Regions from separate parts of the Sus scrofa genome. Here all the other regions are linked to region 2. A link is a contact called in public HiChIP or PLAC-seq data. All regions are on one chromosome and are shown on one strand. The core of a region is the stretch at or near the end of the contact, and the rest is flanking DNA. Distances in the headings are between cores, read along the strand shown.

Evidence for each region. HiChIP or PLAC-seq counts read pairs in DNA pulled down with a chosen protein or histone mark.
Region 1: an H3K27ac HiChIP or PLAC-seq map of alveolar macrophages shows a contact between it and region 2. The contact joins the promoter of CCNL1 here to the promoter of RSRC1 in region 2. A contact is called at or near these places in 3 of 47 Hi-C or Micro-C datasets (embryonic fibroblasts, heart right ventricle and retroperitoneal adipose tissue) and 1 of 2 datasets of contacts at active chromatin or transcription factors (alveolar macrophages).
Region 3: a contact with region 2 is called in an H3K27ac HiChIP or PLAC-seq map of alveolar macrophages. The contact joins the promoter of MFSD1 here to the promoter of RSRC1 in region 2. A contact is called at or near these places in 1 of 5 promoter capture datasets (liver), 4 of 47 Hi-C or Micro-C datasets (alveolar macrophages, embryonic fibroblasts, heart right ventricle and 1 more) and 1 of 2 datasets of contacts at active chromatin or transcription factors (alveolar macrophages).

What each region holds. Positions count from the first base shown.
Region 1 is chr13:97,003,127-97,006,531 of Sscrofa11.1, reverse strand. It overlaps CCNL1 (cyclin-L1), which reads left to right and starts at 2,131. Exons shown (of 11, transcript XR_001300397.2): 1 at 2,131-3,405. All of the region lies in intron 14 of VEPH1 (ventricular zone-expressed PH domain-containing protein homolog 1), which reads left to right.
Region 2 is chr13:97,892,118-97,895,284 of Sscrofa11.1, reverse strand. It overlaps RSRC1 (serine/Arginine-related protein 53), which reads right to left and starts at 1,470. Exons shown (of 10, transcript XM_021069723.1): 1 at 1,290-1,470. It also overlaps a transcript of SHOX2 not described here.
Region 3 is chr13:98,590,497-98,593,917 of Sscrofa11.1, reverse strand. It overlaps MFSD1 (major facilitator superfamily domain-containing protein 1), which reads right to left and starts at 1,573. Exons shown (of 16, transcript XM_003358650.5): 1 at 1,292-1,573. The coding sequence starts at 1,463.

The DNA.
Region 1 (3,405 bases), core at 882-3,381, 890 kb after region 2:
TGAAAAAGAATATACAATATGTATTACAGATTTATCATTCCTTTTTTTCTTTGAGTGACAACTCAATCATTTACTTTCCTAATAGAACAGTCTCACTTGCCTAACTCATTGCTACTAAAGCTTTTATACAATTAAAACATATGCTTTACCCTTTCCAATTCTAGGTCCCTTATAACTCAATAGTTGTTAGTCTTTTGACTTTTTTTGTTTGTTTTTCTTTTTATGAACACACCTGTGGCATATGGAAGTTACCAGGCCAGGAATCGAATCAGAGCTGCAGCTGAGGCCTATGCCACAGCAACACCAGATCTGAGCAGCATCTGCAATGTATGCCCCAGCTTGCAGCAAGACCAGATCCTTAACCCACTGAGCCACAATGGGAACTCCATCTTTCCACATTTTAATGTTGATACTTTGGAAGTAGGTACATGGAAAAACAAATTTTTTTTCAATATAACTCAGAAATAACCATGATTTTCTTGGAACTTGACTATTAAAAGAAGAGTAAAAAAATTTTTTTTTACATCCCAGTCCTTTCTATACCACAGCTGTGGCAACACTGGATCCTTTAACCCACTCACTATGCCAGACCAGGGATCAAACCCTCATGCTGGTGCTGCAGAGATGCCATCAATCCCATTGAGCCACAGTGGGAATACCTGTCATGAATTTTTTTTTTAAACAAGTTAAAATTAATTTTTTTTCTCTTTAGGGCCACACCTGTGGCATATGGAAGTTCTGGGGCTAGGGGTTGAATTGGACAGCTGCTGGTCTATACCACAGCCACAGCCACACTGGATCCATGGTCTATACCTACACCACAGCTTGCAGTAGTGCCAGATCCTTAATACACTGAGCAGGGCCAGGGACCAAACCTGCATCCTCTGGATACTATCTTGGGTTCTTAATGAGCCAATGGGAATGCCCAAGAAGTCAAAATTTAAAACACCGTCATAGTTTGATGCGTTAATGCTAAGCGTATAAAATGTTGGCCCATCTCCTCTACCACTTTTGTTGAGGCTGAAAAGAAGAACAGTGAATATAATCATATCTATTGGATATAATCTGGGGTACAGACAGAAAGTTGTAGAATAGTCTCAGTGGTTCTGTGCTTCTGGAAATGATTGCCAAACACAGGAGGTGGGAAACAGTGGTCTATAGGGAAAAGATATCAAGAGTAGAGCAAGTACTCCTCCTTCTCCCAGAACTTCTCACTTCAATTCTTGTTAACTTTCTTCAATTAATCAAGGACCTAGAGATTAAAAAAATATATTATAAAATATATCAAGACATCACCAAGACAGTTTTTTGGTGAGGCATGGTGGGAGACTCTAAATATTAGAAAAATGTTCCATTAAGAAATAGTCTTGGGAGTTCCTGTTGTGGCGCAGCGGAAACAAATCCAACTAGGACCCATGAGATTGCAGGTTCAAACCCTGGCCTTGCTTAGTGGGTTAAGGATCCAGCATTGCTGTCATCTATGGTGTAGGTCACAGACATGGCTCGTATCTGATCTTGCTGTGGCTGTGGCTGTGGCCAGCAGTTGTAGCTCTGATTCAACCCCTAGCCTGGGAACCTCCATATACCACAGGTTCTGCCCTAAAAAAAGAAAAAAGAAAAGAAAAGAAAGAGTCTTGGAGTTGCCTGGTGGCTCAGCGGGTTAAGGATCCAACATTGTCACTGTTGCGGCTCAGGTCACTACTGTGGCCTGGGCTTGATCCCTGGCCCGGGAACTTCTGCATACTGTGGGTGCAGCCAAAAAAAAAGTCTTAAAAATGAATTGTATTGAAGTTCCCACTGTGGCTCAGCAGGTTAAGGATCTGACATTGCAGCTGTGTCATAGGTGGCAGCTGTGGTTCAGATTCAATCCCCAGCCCAGAAACTTCCATATGCCATGGTGCAGCCAAAAATAAATAAGAAGAGCTTTCAAAGTCTGTTACAGCATTTTATTTTATTTTAGTCTTTTTGGGGCCACATATGGAGGTTCCCAGGCTAGGGGTTGAATTGGGAGCTGTAGCCACCAGCCTACACCACAGCCACAGCAACCCCAGATCCAAGCTGCATGTGCGAACTACACCACAGCTCACGACAATGCCAGATCCTTAACCCACTGAGCGAGGGCAGGGATCAAACCTGCAACCTCATGGTTCCTAGTCAGATTTGTTTCCACTATGCCACTATGGGAACTCCTGTTATAATCCCTCCTGAATATTGGAGAGGGAAACTTCCCTGGAAGCAGCTTAGTCAGACAGGTGAAGGTAACGTGCAACGAGGTCAAGTATTTCAGCTAGCACCAGAATTACACTCTCTTGGAGCTCTGTTTCTCAATCCTGGCTGAACATTCCAATAACCACTGGCTGGGTCAACCCCAGATCCATTACATCAACCCCTACAATTCAGGCTCAAGCATAATCAGTATGTTTTAAAAACTTCTCTGGGGGTTCCCATCATGGCTCAAAAGAAGGGAATCCGACTAGTATCCATGAGGATGCGGGTTTGATCCCTGGCTTCAATTAGTGGGTCAGGGATCTGGTGTTGCTGTGAGCTGTGGGATAGGCTGCACATGCGGCTCAGACCTGGCATTGCTGTGGCTATGGTGTAGATCCAATTCCGTCTCTAGCCTGGGAACTTACATATACCTCGGGTGCAGCCCTAAACTCCTCTGAAGATACTTATGTGCAGCTAGGGTTCAGAAATACTGATGTAAATCTTTACAAAGTAAGGTGGATTGAATTCTTTTTTTAAAATGAGTTTTTGAATATGTTTTGCTTTAGAGACATCACTAACAAATATTGCAGTGTACTCAAATTCCTTTTGCTCTATGGATCCAAGTTTTAATTCATTTCTCATAATTAAACCTTAAAATTGAACTATGTGATAGAAAGATGATGGGGCTTCTCATTCCTGGACAATGTCTCCAAGGTCTAGACACAGAAGGAGTAAACAAAGATCTACTCTCTTTTAACTGAATTTACCTTGTGTTAATTTTTTCTGTACAGCAAAATGATTCAGTTTACAGAATCTTTTTTTTTTTTTTAAACAAGATCTACTCTTTTTTCCTCCCACTCTAGCCTGTGGTAGTTTGGATCAGTATCATTGTTTTTATTTCAAATTTGAGGAAATTTGGAGAATTGCTAATATCAGAGAGGGAAAAATACATATAAAGAGATTGATTTCTCCCATACTACCTAATTGCAGTAACCTCCATGAATACATAGACTGCCGGGCATAATCAAATTACCTCTGTAAAGTCTCGACCTAAAACTATTTTTGGAAATTAGGGATTTTCCAGATTAGTGAAAGCTGTGGCTTGTCACTAGCTCAGGCCCGAGTTTCGCAAGCGAAGCTGCTAAAGCAGTCTCTCTCCCAGTCAATACGAATCCCTCGCCATACTTAGATACCTCT
Region 2 (3,167 bases), core at 221-2,720:
CAACTCTTTGCTGAGACTAGTTAAGATGGTAAGGCCAATTAATAGGTGTCAGCTGCCTATATCTTTTTTGGTTTCAAACACTTTAGCCCTCTTTTTGAAAAACATACAGGAATAAAGTGTTACCACTTAGCAGGAAATCTCTGCCTGCAAAGAAAGTGAATATTTATAGACGCGAAGGCTAAAGGGGCTCTCAAAGGATACCCAGTTTCCTCACAAGGCTGCACCTGTCACATCTGCTCCAATCCTTAAACCTGAGAACTGTATCTCTTCCTCACTTAAAGCTTGTACGGCTAAGTTCAAAAAAGACAACTTGAATACTTCTCTGTGACAACACATTTAATTTATTTAATCATCTAGTATTAGTTGAAACACAAATAGGTTACCGCTAATTCTGAAAACGAAAAAAAAAAAAAGAATCTAGCTTCCACTGTGCATTTAAAGATATATAAATCTGAGAAATTATTGTTAAGGCTGACCTAAAATCAAGAACAGGCAACGAGTATAACAGTGCATTATAACCTCTCGCCAACGTAAACAGTTTAAGGGTAGACATATGCTCTTGGTCTATGACCACAAGGCCACAAGTCCTTTAGTCAAGGAGTGTCCTGAAGTTAAAGAATGTTTAAGGTGAATACATTTATTTGTTAAGGAAAGAATGTCTATTTCACTCTGCAGTATCTCGCCTCTCAGCAAATGAGGGTGAGCCGGAAGGGCAGGGGGCTGCGGGCGGGGTGGGGGTTGTTGGAAGAAGAGGCCGATCTAAAGTGGAGAGCGGAGTCTGTGGGGCAGAGTGTATCAGAGTGTAGGGTTGCAGCCTCCCTCTAGCTCCACCCTACCTAGAGGTAGTGATGAAGCACCGGTCGCACGTTAGGAGAAGAACGCAGAAACCCAAAAGCTGCTGTCAAGGAGCAGGGACTAGGGATGCGGATTGAGGTAGGGGTAGGAAAGGTGTTAAGGAGGAGAGAGTGAGAAGAGCTAGCTTACTCTTCCTCACCACCTCTAGAGACAGGGCCTAGCCAGAGGCCTGCGACCGAGCAACACCCTATAGTCGCTACCACCCTAAGGCCCCAACTTGGACCTCTAGGGTCAGAACCCGCCAGGTGCTGAGCGCATGCGCACCGCGTCGCCAGGCCGCAACTTCCCAGCTCACCCCACCCCACTAGCCGCCGCCGCCGCCGCCTCCTCCCGGGCACAGACAGTATCGGGCCCGCACTGCCTCTCGCCGGAGCAGGGCCTCGGAACCTCTCAGCCGCGGGCGCCGCCTCCCAGGCCCCAGACTCGGGTATCACCTGGATCTCGGCCTTCGGGTTTACACCTCCTGTAGACTTGCAAGGGCCTCAGACCTGGAAACGTTTCTTCAAATCTGGGCGCCGCCGGCGTCCTCCGAACTTGCTTCAGTTTAAGCTCACCGCCTTCCTGGTTCCAGCGCCAGGCAGCGTCAACCGAGCTTTCGAGTGCATCGATGGAGGCTGCCAGGCGTTAGGAGTGCCGAAGGAGTAGATTGTCACGCCGCCAATTTTTTTGTCTGGTGTTGGTTCCGCGTGCTTAATTATTTGATTTTCTAGTAACCAAAAAGCAATAAAGATGGAGACTGAAGATCGTTATTGCCATAGTAATCGTCATTATCGTCACAGATTATCAGTAAACAATCTGCATCATAGGAAGACACCCACACTTAGCAAAATCGGTTATCTACTGGGAGAGGAGGAAACTGGCCCCAAAATAATAAATCATAGGAGTGTGTCTGTATAGCATCAGAGTCCTGTGTGATTAAATTGTAATGATTTATTTGCAAAAATGCATTAAAAGTTGGTGTTTCTTCTGCCCTGAAGGTGAAGACACGGGTTGGGTGCAAATTTGTTTCTCACATTAAAGTAACTAGTTGGTAGAGGAATGGGAGAAGACCGCCCAAGGCAGGGAGAGGAGGTTTCTTCTGAAAGAGAAATTAAATATAGAGGGGTTTTGTTGTTATTTTAACCAAAAGAAATTAGAGCAATTCAGCATTTTCTGCAATGTATACTTTCTTTGTCCTTTCATGAACATCATTTTTCTCTTTATTGTCAGTAAGCAATGATAAAGAGGTAAATTGTTGGCCTTGGTTTTGATGGACAGTGAGAACCAACTCGTTTCACAACAGCTATATACCCAAGTTTTCCACAGACATTTGAAATGGTGAAAAACACCTCAACAAATATCTTTCTCATAAATGACTGTACCTATCTACCCTTTTTGAGGGACCATTTTAAAACTTAACAACAACACTGCATGTTTATTTTAAATAGTTCAAGACCCGGGGGGAGGAAGACTTGAGGTCCTAAATTTTACTGGAACCTGTATATCTGTCTGCAGGGTGTCAACTGAACTTTATTCTCAATGGGTTGTTGTTATTGGGTTTGGGGTTTGGGGTTTGGGGTGTTTTTTTTGGGGGTTTTTTTTTTTGGTTTTTGAATTTTTTTCAACCAAAACTGCATTTTGAAGACTCCTGTCTTCCCAGAAAGTATATACTATTTAAAGAAATGACATAGTTAGAACTTGGTGAACACTTATTAGTGTATAATTTCAAAAACTGGGTTTGGTGGCATTTTTTTAAGTTGAAATTCCCTTAGGCCAATAGGAATCCGTGGTTAGATACTGCAGCTCTCTCATAGCTGCATCTCATATGAACACCACTGTTTGTAAAAATACTAAGAGCAACAAGCCAGAAAAATCTATGGGGAAATCTATTTGGTGTGACTTACACAATTGTATCCAAGCCTTCCTTGCTTACCTTTAAAGTGTTCATCTTTCCCCCAAGCTCAGAAGATGGAATTTGAGTTCAAACTTAAAAAGTCATGTACTTGAAAGGGCAAAAAAGTAGAAAAAGTAGCTGGTGAGTCTCCTGATCCCTTATCAGACTTTAATAGTGGCTGTTCTAGAGCTGTTTGCAAATACATATTTAACACCTCGGGTTAAAAGCTTTTTGAGCACCACATCCATTTTGCTGACTCCACTGTCATTCTGCTAAAAATAAATAAATAAATAAATAAAAACTTAAAAACGAATTTTATTAAAGGATTAAAGTTTATGGTTATCACCCTATGATAATAAGATAATTAAAGCGGTCACAAGTAGTTAACCCAAGACTAACTGTTAAAATCATGTTTCTAAATTCATATAATTTTTGAAAG
Region 3 (3,421 bases), core at 324-2,823, 700 kb before region 2:
TACCAACGCACACACTAAAAATTTTAAAAACATCCTCAGAAGTTTCCTAGTATGTTACCTAAAGCTACTATTTATCTTGAGAGCAGGGGAAAGAAGTTTACTCTGACTAAACCTGTTTTTGAAACAAGAATTTTAAATCTACAAACAAAATGCTTTAGACAAATAATTTAGCAAATACAGTGCCAGTAATGAAGAAAAACAAAAGCATTCCAAAAGATTAAATTAAAACATAATGTCTTTGAGAGGATAAGAAAGAGAGAGGTGGAGAGATTTGGACATTCGTGCACTCAGAATTATTTTTACAGAAATAAAATTGACTTTTTTTTTTTTTTTTTTTGCTTTTTAGGATCACACCTGCAGCGTATGGTGATTCCCAGGATAGGGGTTGAATCAGAGCTGCAGCTCTTTCTTTCCACAAAGAAAGAGGGGGAACAAAAAGAGATGCAAAGGAACTAAGGCTCAAAGCAACCTCCATGCCAACATACATATCCTCAGCAGTAGCATAAAGTTACCCAATATAATGTTTCTGAACTTGTTGATGATACCCATTCCCGCAAGCCCCTTGAGAAACACATTATTACCTTCCTATCAAACTTATATTGACATTAGAATGTTGCTGAAAAAAATTAGTAGCTGGAACACAGGCAGATAATTTTTAAAATTAGCTCAAGAAATTTCCTTCAGAGTCACCAGATTTCGTAAATGAAACCAAACACCGTCAAGCCTACCACAAGTCCAATCCAGTATGATTGCTTCACATTGGCATAGCGGAAGAGAACGAGAACACATCCACTCATTGAAGCTATCAACAAGACACACTCATACGTTTTCCCAAAGAGGATGAGAAACACGTAAGACTGCCAACGAGTTGGTCAATCAAAAATTTTAAATTGGGCAGAGGGGCGTTGGGGAAGGGCAACGGGGAAAGGGACAGTTAAATCTTTCTGAATTCCTTCTGAATGGAACTGTCATTAGAGCAACCTTGATGATCCCGGGATTCCTTCATATCTAGGGTCCCAGGCGGCAAGTTGCTAGCCTTCGAGACTTCTTGGAGAGGAAAGGAGTGGCACAAAACTCGCGCAGCTCAGTGCCCTTACTCCTATCTTCGAAATGCCGAATAGCTAGCAACGTCTACAAGGCTTTGATGGGGTGGAGAAGGGAAAAGAAGGAAAGCCCAGAAACAGAAACTAGAAGCTGCGCTGAGGCCTCGTGGCAGCCAAGAACGACTCTCCGAAAGAAAGTCGGTAATTTCCTGATTAGCAGCAACACCCCACCAGGCCGGCCGGCTCACCGAAGCCAAGGAAGCACATCAGCAACAGCACCAAAAGCCGGTGCGCCAGGTGACTGGGGTCGCAGAGGGCGGACAGCGCCCTGGGAGCGTCGGGAGTGTTGGAGGCACCTCTGCCGGCCTTGACGGGGCTGCTTGGCAGCAGCGCCCTCGCTTCTTCATCTTCCTCCTCCATCCGGCCGGCGGGAGATCAGGAGAAGACAGTGACAGCAACTCCGGGAAGAAGCTGCTGCTGGAGCCCAGCAAAAACCGTGCTCACGTGACCACGGTTGCTCACGTGATGCCGGGGCAGGTCACGCAAGGCCGCGCTCACGTGAGCAGGCAAGATCACGTGGTGGGCAGGCCTAGCGAGGAGAGAGGGGAGGAGCTACGTTTAATTTCTCCCGGTACTGTCTTAGGCGCCAGCCGCAGCTTTCCGCTGCCCAAAATGGAACTGTGCTCGTTTCCTGCCTGCTCCTGCTGTCCATCCCCTGCCGCTGCGCGGGTAGAGAGTGCCGGCCTCCGCTCAGCCTGACGCGAAGAAGCGCACCGCCCTTCTCCTCGCAGCGTTGCTTTCCGCAGCCTTTTTGGCTGCTCTTAATTCCACACAGTTCATTGAGAGTCTTATGTTGTGTCCACTCACATGCCAGGTACTGGGAATACAAACTGGAATGTGACAAGCTCTCAGACCTCAGAAAGTTCGTGGTTTACTTGGGGAGGTCGACAGAAACTGATCCTTTAAAGAATAGTATGGTGAATAGACGAGTCTAAGTGAGAACAGCGGTTGAAATAAGTAGTGAATTTCGTAGGAATGCCTGGGAAAGGCGTTTGGGAAGAGAGTAAGTACAGTTTAACAAACTTTGGGGGAAAGTGGTGGCGTGCTGAAGGTCCTTTAAATTCATACCTAAGCTAGAATTAGTACGAATGGGTCAGTCATGACGCCTATATGAGGGAGTTGGTTATGAGGGTGGGGATTAGGAGGGATAATAATGATGCAAGCCTGAAACAGAACCGTGTGTGTGTGTGTGAGGGGAGGTGGGGGAGAGGAGAGAGACCATTGATCTGCGAATGAAAGAAGAACTCAGTAGGAAAAACTAAACCTGTTCCGTAAGGAGACATGCAAGGATTTTGTGTAGAGGATCAAGAATGCAAGACCTGTGTTTTTATTTAGGGCTGCACCTATAACATATGGAAGTTCCCGGGCCAGGATTGAATCCGAGCCACAGCTGTAGTAGAGTGGAATCCTTAACCCACTGCACCAAGCGAAGGATCAAACCAGCGCCTCCACAGTGACTCAAGCGGCTGCAGTCGAATTTTTAACCCATTGTACCACAGTTTGGGAACTCCAAAACCTATGTTTTTACAAATTACATCTGGCTATCATTCAGCCATTAAAAAGAATGAAATACAGCATTTTTAGCGACATGGATGGACCTAGAAACTATCATGCTAAGTGAAGTCAGCCATACAATGAGATACCAACATCAAATGCTTTCACTGACATGTGGAATCTGAAAAAAGGACAGACTGAATTTCTTTGCAGAACAGATGCTGACTCACAGACATTGAAAGACTTATGGTCTCCGGAGGAGACAGTTTGAGGGGTGGGGAGATGTGCTTGGGCTGTGGGGTGGAAATCCTGTGAAATCAGATTGTTATGATCATTATACAACTACAGATGTGATAAATTCATCTGAGTAATTTTTAAAAAGTTAAAAAAAAAAACAAAAAAAAAACAAATTACATCTGGCAACACAACCTGACACCCTCCTCAACTTTCAAGAAGGGGGTGGTGGTGCCAGGCTTGCCAGCAGAACTTTGAGGGTGACAAAGCTAGAGGTTGAATAATCATTAAGATTATTAGGTACTATGAAGATTAGAAATGGCAAGGTCCTATAACTGGGGAAATAGGGATGAAGCAAAGGAGAAGTATTTTGGAAGTGAAATGGGGATGAATTTGGGCAAATAGTTTATGAGGTCTGAGAGGAAGGAATTGAGAATATTTCCCAGATTTCTAGCGTGGGCTCCCAATAGAGATCAGAATATAGGAAACGGTGGGGTGGGGCGGGGGATGCCAGAGAAGATAGATCAGTTTACAACGTTTTGCCTTTGAGATGTCTCCACAAATGACTCCACTTTCCACCTCCCTTTCTC